2 separate regions of the Anas platyrhynchos genome follow, and region 2 is linked to region 1. Evidence: chromatin contacts called from public Hi-C data. All regions are on one chromosome and are shown on one strand. The core of a region is the stretch at or near the end of the contact, and the rest is flanking DNA. Distances in the headings are between cores, read along the strand shown.

The links. A called contact is a pair of places that touch in the nucleus more often than the background predicts.
Region 2: a contact with region 1 is called in a Hi-C map of skeletal muscle, with 3 times the contacts expected there. The contact joins the enhancer-like site here to the promoter of ADRA1B in region 1. A contact is called at or near these places in 2 of 8 Hi-C or Micro-C datasets (liver and skeletal muscle).

Annotation. Positions count from the first base shown.
Region 1 is chr14:19,900,876-19,907,304 of IASCAAS_PekinDuck_T2T, reverse strand. ADRA1B (adrenoceptor alpha 1B) reads left to right here and starts at 3,367. Exons shown (of 2, transcript XM_005009311.6): 1 at 3,367-4,819. The coding sequence starts at 3,817.
Region 2 is chr14:19,947,158-19,953,586 of IASCAAS_PekinDuck_T2T, reverse strand. It overlaps LOC113844751 (a long non-coding RNA gene), which reads right to left. Exons shown (of 5, transcript XR_005269414.2): 2 at 2,223-2,301. Among named protein-coding and RNA genes, the nearest start is that of ADRA1B, 46 kb to the right of the region's middle. Within about 2 kb of position 3,421, at least 1 of the 8 cell types and tissues checked has an H3K27ac peak or open chromatin away from gene starts, as enhancers often do.

The sequences.
Region 1 (6,429 bases), core at 2,118-4,617:
AGTATCAGAGACAGCGGCAAGGAAGTGTGATATTTCTACAGCTGCCTACAATGCCCTCCTCACTGCTTCTTGTTTGTCATACCTCTTTGACGAGAGGAAGGTATTCTGGTTTGTGCTGGTATGGCAAGAACATTTGTATCAAATATGATAGCATATTCATGATATGTCAGAGTGAAAATATTTTTGACACTACAGCCTTGTTTTCTTCAATCACAGGTTTCTAATTACATCAAAGAACTAAGATAAATTATATGAAACTCTACATAGATACACTCTCATAAAGTCTCTTTTGGCTCATATGGTTGGTTCCCAAGCCCAATTAAGAGCAGGCTGCGTTGTTATTCACTGCTGTTGCAAAGTGTTCTGGAAGTGCTTCTGCTGTGTTTTTGCACTCAGATCAAAATGCCAATACACACCTTTAACATCACTTTATAAAAGAAAAAGAACATAGCTTATTAGAAAATTGAGATATGACAATAGCATCATTTTACTGACACAACAAACTATATTTTAGAAGTTAAGCATATTTCAGATTTTGAACTAGCCTGAGAACATATGAAGATGTTCTCCATGTTTCTTCAAATATATTCTGTATCCAGCTTTTTCCTTCAGCAAGCTTCTGCAAGCTTTCAGCAGAAGTACATTAAACAGCTAAAGGGCATTCTGTCTTGGTGTATATCATTAATGAAATAATATTGAGTAGAATCTCCATGTTATTAAATTTACTTTTTCATTGAAAATTATGAATCATCTGAATGAAAGCAGCTCTGAAATGAATATAATCTACATTTTTCTGATCAGATGTTTTTGAACACACTAGCTTGAAGTGCTACCTTGAACCTTGCAGAAAAAGTAGACTATTCTTCATGTTACCTTTTCTGTTTTTTCATCCAAAGGCAGCTAACTGGTTAATGTTCATGTCTGGGTTTCGGTACATGGTGTTGAGTTATAGCACCTGTCACTAAAGATCTCCAAGCAATTTGCAAACATTGATCAGCTGAGCCTAATGACTATTCAGCCAGTACATTATTACACATGCTGGTAAACAGAGACGTGAAAGCATGGCAGACTTCTCACTAGGGTCATAAGAGATAAGCAGTATCTTTGTCTTCCACTTTGTCTCCTAGAAAAATATTTTTTGTTGTTGTTGATTCATCTAGGGAAGCATAGAAAGCTGCACTAGTAAGGGAAGTGAACTGGGCCCAGTACTCCTGCCAGCAAAAGACACAGCACAAAGCAATGTGCTTGATAGTCCGGGCACTACCAGTCAGAATCCCCACCCCCTTCCATCTTCCTTTTCCTGCCACAGCCATTGGCACAGTGTCCTGGTCCTTGCCAGCAAGCTGGAACCAGCTGGCTCCTGTAAGACACTGTTGAAAGACCACTGAAATACCTGGCTCCCTGGGGCGACAGAATCCCAACATGGTGTGGCCAAAGCCAGGGAGGAGCTACAGGCCACTTTGTTATGCTTGGTAGGCTAGGCACATCTCATGCTGCCAGCTAAAAATCTGGAGTAAACCTGTGTACTCCCTTGCTGATCTTTTCTTCTTCAACCCCCTCATTTTGCAGCTATAGCATCTTCTTACATGCCAAAGGCTGAAACATTGCTATGCCTGGAGAAATCAAAACACTTCCTTTCAAACACACTGCTTACACACTTGGCCTGCACCTAATCTGTATTCAGAGATAGTGTTAGTACCTGTGCAGACTGAATGAAACCAGCTTTAACCAAGTTTGTAGAAGTACCACGAGCAGGAATGTGCAGGCTGGGTGACCCCAGGGAGATGCTGAGGCTGCTACTGCCCGAGAGTGGTGCCACCAGCCGCATCCCCACCTTCCCAAGGGAGCAGGCCCTAGCCTGAGGAATTCACGCTTTGAACAGAAAAGGCAGAGCAGCAAAATCAGCAATCACAAACAAAACTGAGAGAGGTTAGGTGGAGTCCAGAGAGAATGGGTAAGTGCGAATGATACATGTCCCAAATCAAGGGCTGCTAACTGCATTCATTAGCAGTGAAAGCTCTGTCTCAGAGAGAGCAGAGACAGAAAGCCGAGGCTAAGCTCATAAATCGAGTGTTTGTTCCTTTTCCCTTCAGTGACTCCATGACATGTTATCATGTCATTCTTGTAAATGTTTCAAAGAAAATTTTTTGAATGATGGTGCTTTGCTATAGTCACTGCTGTTGGGAAGGGCTATAAAAACATCTGCCACACACTCCTCAAATAAAATTCAGCCAGAGCTTTTGTTTATATGGTTTGTCCTTTAAAACCAGCACTCAGCTGCAACTTTCAGCCATAGCTGCCTAACTAAGAATGAACTTTTTATTTTAAACACAGTACATTTTGTAACAGGAAATTCAATATACAGTAACCCAGAGCACTTCAGACAACAGCTGTAGGATATAATCTGATGTCAGAAAGTTAAGAACAGCATATTGGCAGATGTGTGTTCAGTTAACCTTCCACTTTTTGTTTTCCATGGTACCAGGCTATAAAGATCTGATATTTCTCCTTACCTGGTGACCAAAAGCTACACAAAATGGAGAAACTACCAGTGCTATAAGATAAATCACTTGTTAGTGATCATGTTCTTTATAGGGTTCTGTAGGTATTTCCAGAGCTACAACAGCTTAACAACAGGCCCTGTCTCCATGATCTCATAGCCCTTGCAAAGATATAAGAAGACCCATTAGCTTATTGAGTACATTGAAAAACCCCTGAACACTTTTCACTACCTTCCCTTTAGCTGTGGGTACGGATGCTCAGCTCTTTTCAGGGCTTGGATTCACAATCTACCTGTGCTTGCAAAAGTTATCAAGCTGGAAAAGAGGAGATGAAGCCACAGATGTGGCTGGTATACACAAATATAGAACAAACATAAAGACCTTACTACAGATTTGAGTTCTGATCATCCATTAATAGAAAGGTTACCACTAGAAACAAACTACCTTTCTATGTCATTGTTAAATACTGAATCTAGGAATAAAATAGGGATTTTTGGAACCTACATGTTCCTCCCTAGAAAGTGGGAGATGATTAGTCATGCCATCTCTAACATGGCGTGTGATTCACTTTGATTACAAAATAAACCCAAAGACATTTATTTAGTGACTGAAAGGCAAAGGGTGCTAGATCATTTCATACTGAAATTGTTTTTTTCACCATAACCCTCTGAGTGTATTTTCCTCAGATTATGAAACTTTTTTTTTCTTTTCTTTTTTTTTAAAAAAAAAAGCTTCCAATCCAGATTTCTATGTAGCAAATGCTTTAATTGGGGCGGATATATTCCATCTGTTTAGCTTTCAGACTTGGATCTAGAAGTTTTAACTTGAACTGCATTGCCCTCTAGCGCTGCGCCGGGGCTGGCCCCGGTGATGTCAGCAGCAGAGGCAGCGAGAGCGCAGGCAGCCGGCTCATGCAGAGCTGCCTAAGTGCTGACAAACCCTTCCTGGAGACGCATGTCACAGCAGCTAGACAGGGGCATCCTTCCAGCAGGACCACGGATGCACAAGGGAGAACAGTAAACCTGTTTTTTATTTCAGGGACGTCATGATCAAAGCAGCTACTTTGGAGCTCCAGCCAAGCCTTCTGCCTGCTAATTTCTGTTTCAACGAGTTGAGAGGAGAAATTAAGCAAGTTTGAACAGCCTATTATTTCTGACAGGCTTCAGAGGACTTCACGTTGGGCAAGTTTTACGTGCTCAAAGCTGACACTTTGCTGGAGAGATGAGCTCTCAATCCAAAGCTGGCTGGGGCATTTCAGTAACTTCTTGGGTAGAGAGGTAACTTTCCACCAAACCCAACCATCTGTGTGCTGTGCATGGGACCCAACCATACCTTGCTATGGAGGATGATTTTAAAGATGAATACCTACTTTGATGAGAAATCCAATTCATCAATACCTGGATATTTGAAAGTTTCTGCATTAAATAGTGGCAACCTTTCTGCGAACAACTCCAATGAGACAACAAGCAACCTGGATTCACCCACCCTGGATATCAGTAGGGCGATAACTGTGGGGCTCATCCTAGGTGCCTTTATACTCTTTGCTATTATAGGTAATATTTTGGTAATTCTCTCTGTTGCTTGCAATAGGCATTTAAGAATCCCTACAAATTATTTCATAATTAACCTTGCAATAGCAGATTTGTTGCTGAGTTTTACTGTCCTTCCATTCTCTGCTACATTGGAAATCCTCGGCTACTGGATTTTGGGGAGGATATTTTGTGATATCTGGGCAGCAGTTGATGTGCTGTGCTGTACAGCTTCTATTTTAAGTCTATGTGCGATTTCCATAGACAGATATATAGGAGTACGTTATTCTCTCCAGTATCCAACTTTGGTAACAAGAAGAAGAGCAATTCTAGCTCTACTAGGTGTCTGGGTCCTTTCCATGGTAATTTCTATTGGGCCTCTTTTGGGCTGGAAAGAACCAGCACCCAAGGACGATAAGGAGTGCCGCATCACTGAAGAACCATTCTACGCTTTGTTCTCTTCCTTGGGGTCCTTTTACATTCCCTTAATTGTCATTCTTGTGATGTACTGCCGGGTCTACATAGTGGCCAAAAGGACTACTAAAAACCTGGAAGCTGGGGTTATGAAAGAGATGTCCAACTCCAAGGAGCTGACTTTACGGATCCATTACAGGAACATTCATGAGGATACATTAAACAGCACCAAATCCAAGGGTCACAATCCCAGGAACTCCTTAGCTTTCAAACTTTTTAAATTCTCTAGAGAAAAGAAGGCAGCCAAGACACTGGGAATTGTGGTCGGCATGTTTATCTTATGCTGGCTACCCTTCTTCATTGTTCTGCCGCTAGGTAAGTTGGTATTCACGGGACTGTGGGGAGGGGGAGGAAGAAGGTTAGTTGTTTACTACAAAAATGTCACAAAAAAAATCAGATGAATGATAAGTACATATTTTGAGAACTGCAGTGAACACATGAAAGGGAGGGAAGTGAAAGTAATTTAATTCTGATGTTGGCTTTTTTAAAGAAGCAGAAACCTTGCAAAACGTGCAGCCTGCAGAAAGCCTGCTCATCTGTTAGCCCTCCTCATGAGTGCAGCAGATGACATATCAGGGGACGATACCTTCAAAGTTTATATATTAAATTCCCTCTAATTGATTGAATTAGCTTTCGTAAATATCTTTACAGGATGCTTTAACAAAAATTCTGGATAGGTTTGCAAAAAGTTTCAGCATTGAAATGTTCTTGTTTTAGTTCACTGTTAGATGGTCCAAGTGTAATTCAGAAAGTCTTCTGGCGTTATTAGGTGTTTTAGGTGAAAATGGGCCTGACCTAATGATGAGATGCAAAACTCCCCTGAGCTTTGGGAAGCTGAAAGAGCTCTAGTTCTCAGTTCAAACTTTATTGATCAAATTCCAAAAGCAAATTGTGAAGCCCACTGATTCTCGCAGAAAGGTTCCCTTTGGTTTCAGTAGGTCTTAGTTGAGGCATTTCAGGAGACTATCACATGCATTGTGGCAACCACTCTGTTCACTTCAGCTTCAAAATATTATTAAAGCATTCAGTGTAGCCTTTACAGTGCTCTGCATTCTCAAGTCCTCGGGAAATTTGCTTGTATTGTCTATAATACAGGCATCAGCTCTGAAATGGAACATTTTAAGACCTGTTAATATTGAATTACTAGCTCTCAAAAATATCTGTCAAAAATTCACTTCTCTGAGACACAGACAATCTGGCAGACTGAATATGGAAAGAGTTGGGGGAAAAAAAAGGGAGATGAAGCCCTTATTAATGCTCTGTATTCGTGTTTACTTAGTTACCATACCAAAATATTTCTAATTGAGTGGTAAGTGAATACTTTTAGAGACTTGTAGAAACCTAAACTGAGTTCAACTGCATGGTCCTGATCAAGTGTTTTAGAATTACGATTTCAGTAAGTATGTAATGTCATCTAGACGAGAATCTCTGTTGCAAGACAAATACTGAAGCTACTCCAGAGCAACTTTATCATCTCTAGCTTAGTGTATCTAAAGCTGAAAAATCTTAGTAACTCAAGATCTGCAAAAAGCTAATACTGAGAATGTGACATATTCCAAACAGAAGGAAAACTGTGAGCAAAGTTATCTTTGGCTACTGAAGTTTAAGTCCTTGCACTGCCTCTTAAAGAAAGGTTATGACAGAGAACAAGTTTCCAACTATTGCAAAAATACACACCTAAATGAATAGAAACATGTTTTCACCACATATGCTAGCAGCACAACCAGTGGCAGCAGCAGGTATGTATCGAGTTGGTCATGATTACCCAATAAAGTACATGTAGGTTAGCATCTCCTCCTTGATTTTGAATTATTGAGGGAACTCAGGGGAAAAAAAAAAAAAAAAAAAAAAAAAAAGTCAGCATGAATACAACAGAACCTATCCTTAGCTAGCAGAAGCCAGTACTGTTCCTGATGCTATTCAGC
Region 2 (6,429 bases), core at 2,172-4,671, 46 kb before region 1:
ATTTTACAGACAGATGCATTCACTGAGCTGGACCACCCAGGAACTCGTGATAGATGGCAGAAGAGAAGCCAAAAGCCATGACTAAGCCACTGACCAGGCATCTCCAGAAAGCAGAGGTAGCAGGTTCCCAAGGAGCAGAGGGTCTTTCCCAAGTGTGCAGCAGTCAGAGTTCCCTCTGGAGGCTGCACAAGTCACACTCCAAGGCACAGTGCACAAGAGGAGCTGAGTACCTTGAACAGGAAGATGAGAGTTTCCACACTACTCTACAACAAAGGACATGGTTGGTTTACATTTTATGTCAACTGACAACTTGGAAGAGGAAAGTAAGTTTTCTGCTAACACTTTGAGTGGAGACATTTTTACCTGATGAGGTGTAGAGCAGCACTGCCCGTCGTGAAATTACAGAATAGGAAAGTTAAGAGATGTGAATTACAATTTCAGTTCAGAATATTCCTCAGACTTCAGCAGAAAAAAAAAAAAAAAAGTAGAAAAAAATAGTGATACTTTAAAAAAACATTGTATATGTTTATAATGGTCATCCCATTTTGGATGGGACTCTGGCCAAAGCATTTTTCATAGCAACTCTTGTTGCCTCAGAGACAGTAACATCAGCAAAGTACAGTGCCATACTCTTAATTACTACTCAGTTTTATGAGCTATGTCCCTGTCATATTCATAAAATTATTCAATTTCTGAGTCCTTTAAAACAATTTTTAACTACTTAACCAGCAAATGTTCCTGAAAATAGCTAGAAAATGGTTGCATATTTAGATTATGTATTTATTATTTATTTATTTATTTATTTATTTATTTATTTATTATTTATTATTAAAAAGGCATCATAAATGATCAGTATCATTATTATTTTAAAAAAAGTATATGTTAAATGAAGAAATTAAATTATTTAAAGCATCATAGTTTTAAGAACATAAATTAAGAAAAATGAAGTATCTAAGAAGTTGTGGAAATATTTTTGGCAATAAAATGACTTATCAGAAGTAATGAAAAACAAAAAAATTGCTTCCTTAATTATCATATATTGCCTTCATCAACTTTAAAGTAAAGCGCCTCTGTTTGTTTAATATAATATTCTATATTAAATGCACATGCACACACACACAACTAATTCCAACATAAAAATGATTTAAATAATTTTAAAATTATTTAAATTATTTAAATTTATTAAAATGTTAATAATTTTAAAATTATTTTTGGCCTTTCTCTGCATGCAGATTAATCCATAATTTCTGCAGAAACACTTGAAGCATCTAAAGAAAAGCAGAACATATTTTGCTTTTATCCAAAACATTTTATAACTGTTTAATGCGAATACTCAAAACCACTCTGAGAGTGGGAGGGGGAAATTTGTTCATTGGCTGTAATGGTGGATGGAAAACGTATGTGCTTCAGGGAAAAGGAACTATTTCTAATATGAACTAAGGCATCTGAGGACAAGGGCAGGGGAGAGCAGGGGGCTGTTTGTTGTTGCACATTTCCTAGAAGACAGCATCTGTAAACATGTTATGTCTACTAATAACTAATAACACAGAAAGTGAAAAGTTGGAAAGAGGGGGAAAAACTCTTTGGCATTCAGATACAGAGTTCATCAGATATTTAGTAAATACAAGCTATTGTGGATCTCCTGCCAACAATATACTTTCTAAAAAATAGTAAATGGAATTGCTTGCAGTGAATCCAGGCTCCCTAAAAGCTGGGAAAGGCCTTTCTTGCAGAACACAAATAAGGCGTTTCAAAGAGAAGACTACCCAGAAGAAAATACATTTTTTTTTCAAACAATGGTGGTTCATTTCGTAACAGTGAGATCCATCTGCCCAGAACAAACACAGGAGTGTCACTGCTAGAGAATTGCTGCTCTGTATAACTCCGGTTCAGCCTCGCCACCCCCACCACCCTGCCCCACCCTTGTTGCAGGAACCATTAGATCTGGCTTCATAGTCAGAACGTGTTGCCCTGGGCTACGCCTCTTCAAGGTGTGAATGTCTCGGAGGATGGAGATTCCCCTTCCTCCCAGAGCAAACAGTTCTAATTTAAATGCCAGTTATATGGAGCTGCATGTGTGTGCACAGCTCAATAACAGAGAAAATACAAGGCTTTTCAAAGAGTGGAGCACTGCCATAGTGGAAGTATAGACAGGGAGAAGCTCAAGTGCTGGGACACCTTGGCAGCATCTGTAAGAAGCTGAATTGACAGCTGTGCCTTACCTTGGCAATGAACATCTCTAGCTTTATTCAACCTTTCCAAAGATTGCTGCATGTTCCAGATGTATCTGTGCTAGGAGACCTGGGAAAAGGAGACATCTATTGGAGCAAACTTAACTCTTAATGACAGGTTTGGTGGGCAGTAACCTTCTGTTAATTAATGCAATATTAATACACAAATTAGCAAACTGCTTAACAAAAGAAAATCCAAGTAAAGCTTATTCTGTTTGTGCATACAAATCATATCATATTATGCAGTCTACTTAGTCCTTGAATGCTAAACAAAGGGATAGATCCCTGCAATATCTCTACACTGGCAGGTGCTTCCAGCTCCAGGTACAACAGATGAGTTGTTATTTTATGCTCCCCTGTGCTGAAAACCAGCAAGGTTAATGTGAAGAGCGAATGGGAAGATTTATGAAGACAAGACAAATAAAAAACCTCCCTCAGAAGATCAGGAAAAGAAATACTTACCATGAGAGGCAAGATTATTTAAACTCAAGTTATATTTTTTAATTGGTTAGACAACAGTGATGTGGAGTAAATGGTGTGGAAATTAAGTACATTTATTTTAGAAAATCAATTAGAAAATCACTTTCAAATGGGGTTATAGGTACGTGGAAGTTATCTGATTGAGATAACTGAGACAAATTAGGTTTAATTAAATTAAGACTGTGAACAAATATGCCAGGAAGAATGTAAAATCCCTGTCCCTGTTATTTTCTTGGGGGCTGTCCTGTAGGGCAATATTTGTGTATCTCTTCTGTTAACTGAACTTTTTCAAAGTCAAGTTTTCTGGTGACCCTGTGTCCAAATATTTACTAGGAAAGAAATAATAAGCTTATATGCAACTGATAAAAGTGATGAAGCGGCCACATTTCATTTTAGAGGGCTACAGAAAATATTTAACCTTGAGAAATGGTGGGAGGATGTAGAAGGGTAAGATTTTTCTGCTTTAGAATGAAAAACATTACGATGCCTCCCTCTTCCACTGCCAATTACCTTTATTCCACCATTTAAGGGTTACTTCTCCTGTGTTGAGAAACATCTCCACTGGTAATTCTGTTAATATGTAAACCTCCTTTGGGTACATATTGCTTCAGAAATGTTAAAAATAGGAAAGACTCTTCAGATCACACACTCAAACCCCAGCCCAGTTAAGGTCATTATATCTCATCCAGTAATTCCTCAACAGAGCTCAACAGACTGCAGCTGAACTTAAGACTGTACCATAGACAGACATCACTCTAATTAATAGCCCTTTAAGATGAAGAAAACACCAGATCTCCCAGAAGCTGTTTCGGGGTCTCATTACTCTCATCAATAACATTATTTGCATTTCTTCACTTCTTGATCTTTTATTTATTATGCAAGTGAGGAAGGGAAAAACATTTTCTTTGAGCCAATGGTTACACAAGTCATTCTGGAATCATTAGCCAAGTTGCATCTCAGTTTTCTGTCACTCTGTAGAGCATGAATCATGGACTGTAAGCCTCCAGTTTTTTCTTTTAAGATAAAACCTACTATCTGACAGAACAATCCAAGAAGTGGTGAGGAAGAATACTTCGTTCTGAAAACATTTTTTAATAATATGTGAGCTGATAAAACTCTCATGTTAACATAGAGAAAGGTGCAAGAAATCTGAAAATGAACAATCACCTTCTTCCCAAGACAATTTATACCATGAAGCATGAGGGTTAACTGCTTTTCAAGATTGTATTAATTTGTTTTTAGTATGATGCTATCATTATTCATATCGAGTATATTAATAAGTCAAACCTTTGGGTGTAGTATCTGATGGTACTGGAGTCCTGAGACAGCTGTATGGGCTGTGGGGAATAAAACAACCCATCTACTCCAACCCTTTTCCATTAGACAACCAGAATAGTATGTGCACAATAGGCTTCCTTTGTCAAGAGCCATGACATGATGATCTTGTTTTTAATTTAGTGCTGACCCAGATGTGAGCACACAATAAAGGATGATATGGAAAACTCCTTATGCTCCCTTTCATGAGCTCAGCTTTGTATTTAATTGAATGATGTCATCCCAGGGGTAATGAAGATACAAACATCATCAGCTATCCTGAAATTCCTAGCATGCAGTTGTTTATTGGATAGTTTATTTTGTTTTTACCAGCTTAAAAAAAAATAGCAGCATCCCTCAACAGGCTGTCCTAACTGTGATTCAGTGAGCTTCAGTTTAAATTAAGAAGAATTAACATTCCCTGGTTTCCAGGTTTATCCTGAAAACAACATTTGAATGAGCAACATATGCAGTTATCTATAATAATGTCAGAAGGACGCTTGGGATATGTATCCTTCGGCAGTGACAAACACCCATTTCTTTTACCCCATGCCTGGCATATGTTCCGTGTGACACCCAAAAAAAAAAAATAAAAATGCCAAACAGTGACCCACAAAAGAGCTCCTGGGGGACTGGAGGAGGTAGAAGAAATGGAGCTGATCTCTGAAATATTTGAGGTGACAGAGGCTTCCTTGGGATCTGTGCAAATTGATAAAAAACACAACAAATAACGTTCAATATGCAAGGCATTTTCATGGAAAGTGGTCAAACTTAAGTACCCTCCCCTGCAACTTTGCCAACAGTTCAGGGTACAACCAGAATAAGGTGACAGCATACGCGTAATTCTGCTTGTGTTCATACAGCAACTTTTGTGCCTTCAAAATGTGCCCTCTCTCTCATCGATTGTTTTAGGGCAGTGCTCTGGAATATTCTCTCAGTCTGTCTTTGTCAGGAAGCTCAGGTTTTATGAACATTCATTTATTCTTTCTCTCCTTCTGTTGATCATTTTCCCGTGTTTGTTCTGTGCTCCCAATAGGAGAATTGCTGGTTTGTAACTTAGGCACAGTGGCACAATGTGGACTCTACATGTTGGCAATCGCACTAAGTTGGCCAGCACAAAGACGGTGTTTTGATCGATACTTTTGTATACGGGGGGTTGGGAAATTAAAGAAGTGAAAATGGGTAGAATTAGACAGGGATTTAATTTGTGCCAGCACCTAATAGTCAAATACAGAACATTTCTATTAGATCAAGACCCTGAGTTCAGGTGAGATTACTATTTCACAAAACAAACCTATTCTTGCCTAGTGACCCCAGTGGATCTAAGAGAAACAGGTTTGTGACTCCAGGCAGGATGGAGGAAAGGAGAAAGTTTCGAAAACAGAGGAACCATGAATCCATTCTACTTCCCCTTCATGCTGCCAGTGAACAGAAGGCATTATGTGTCCCATTCAAGGTCATGGAATCTTTTATACTACAGCCAACACTAGGAAACTGCACTCTGAAGTGGGTTAGAAACATGTAAAACACTTTGATTATGTGGGAAAGTTCACTTGCAGTGCTTTGAGCACAGAACTGGGAAAATCATATTTATCAGGGCCTTTGGAAACAGCCAGTGAATAAGATGGTCTCCACCTGCACGCAGACATGTTTAGCACAAGCAGTTCCTAAATATCAGATTATAGACCATATTTCTGACTCTCTGTAACATTTAGCAGCATAGTGACAACTGAGGCATAAATACAGTCTTCACAATACCTGTTTTCTGTTGTCGCTTTTTAATTCAAAGCCCACATGCACTGTTTAGCTTGTCATAAATCCAATAAAAATTGGTACTTCTGATTTTCCTTAGAAAACATACCATAGGCTCCAATTTACAAGTTTTATGAATTGCTGTAACTACAGCAAAAGACACGTTCAACAAAGCAGTTTTAGGGCTTCATAAAGACCAAGCTGACTTCAACAACCCCTTCCCAGCCACCATTGGAGAACTGAGCTCCAAACATTCAGAAAGCTCTCCATGACAAAGAAAAATGACGTATGCTTTCTTAAGAGCAGTACTTGAGTATTTACTGTTCATGACACCAGATATTTATGATTTGTGAAAGATATGGTGGAAAATAATAGTTGCTGGCCTGAGCAAGTTTCCATGTCAACTGCTTGCATCACTGCAATGCTTCCTGTTTTATATTTTGGTCACTCACTCAACTTTAAATAGAGGGCTGTTCCATAAATCACCAAATTATGCTTGAAGCACTTCAGTAAAGCATTGGAGAAATTGGCTTGACAGGCAGCCTAAGTTTTCTAGAGATACAAAACTGACTGAAGAGGTGTTGAAAGAAACTGATTAATGAGCTAAAAGTAGTATTTGGTACTACGTGTTCACAAGCTGTCAGTGAGCCAC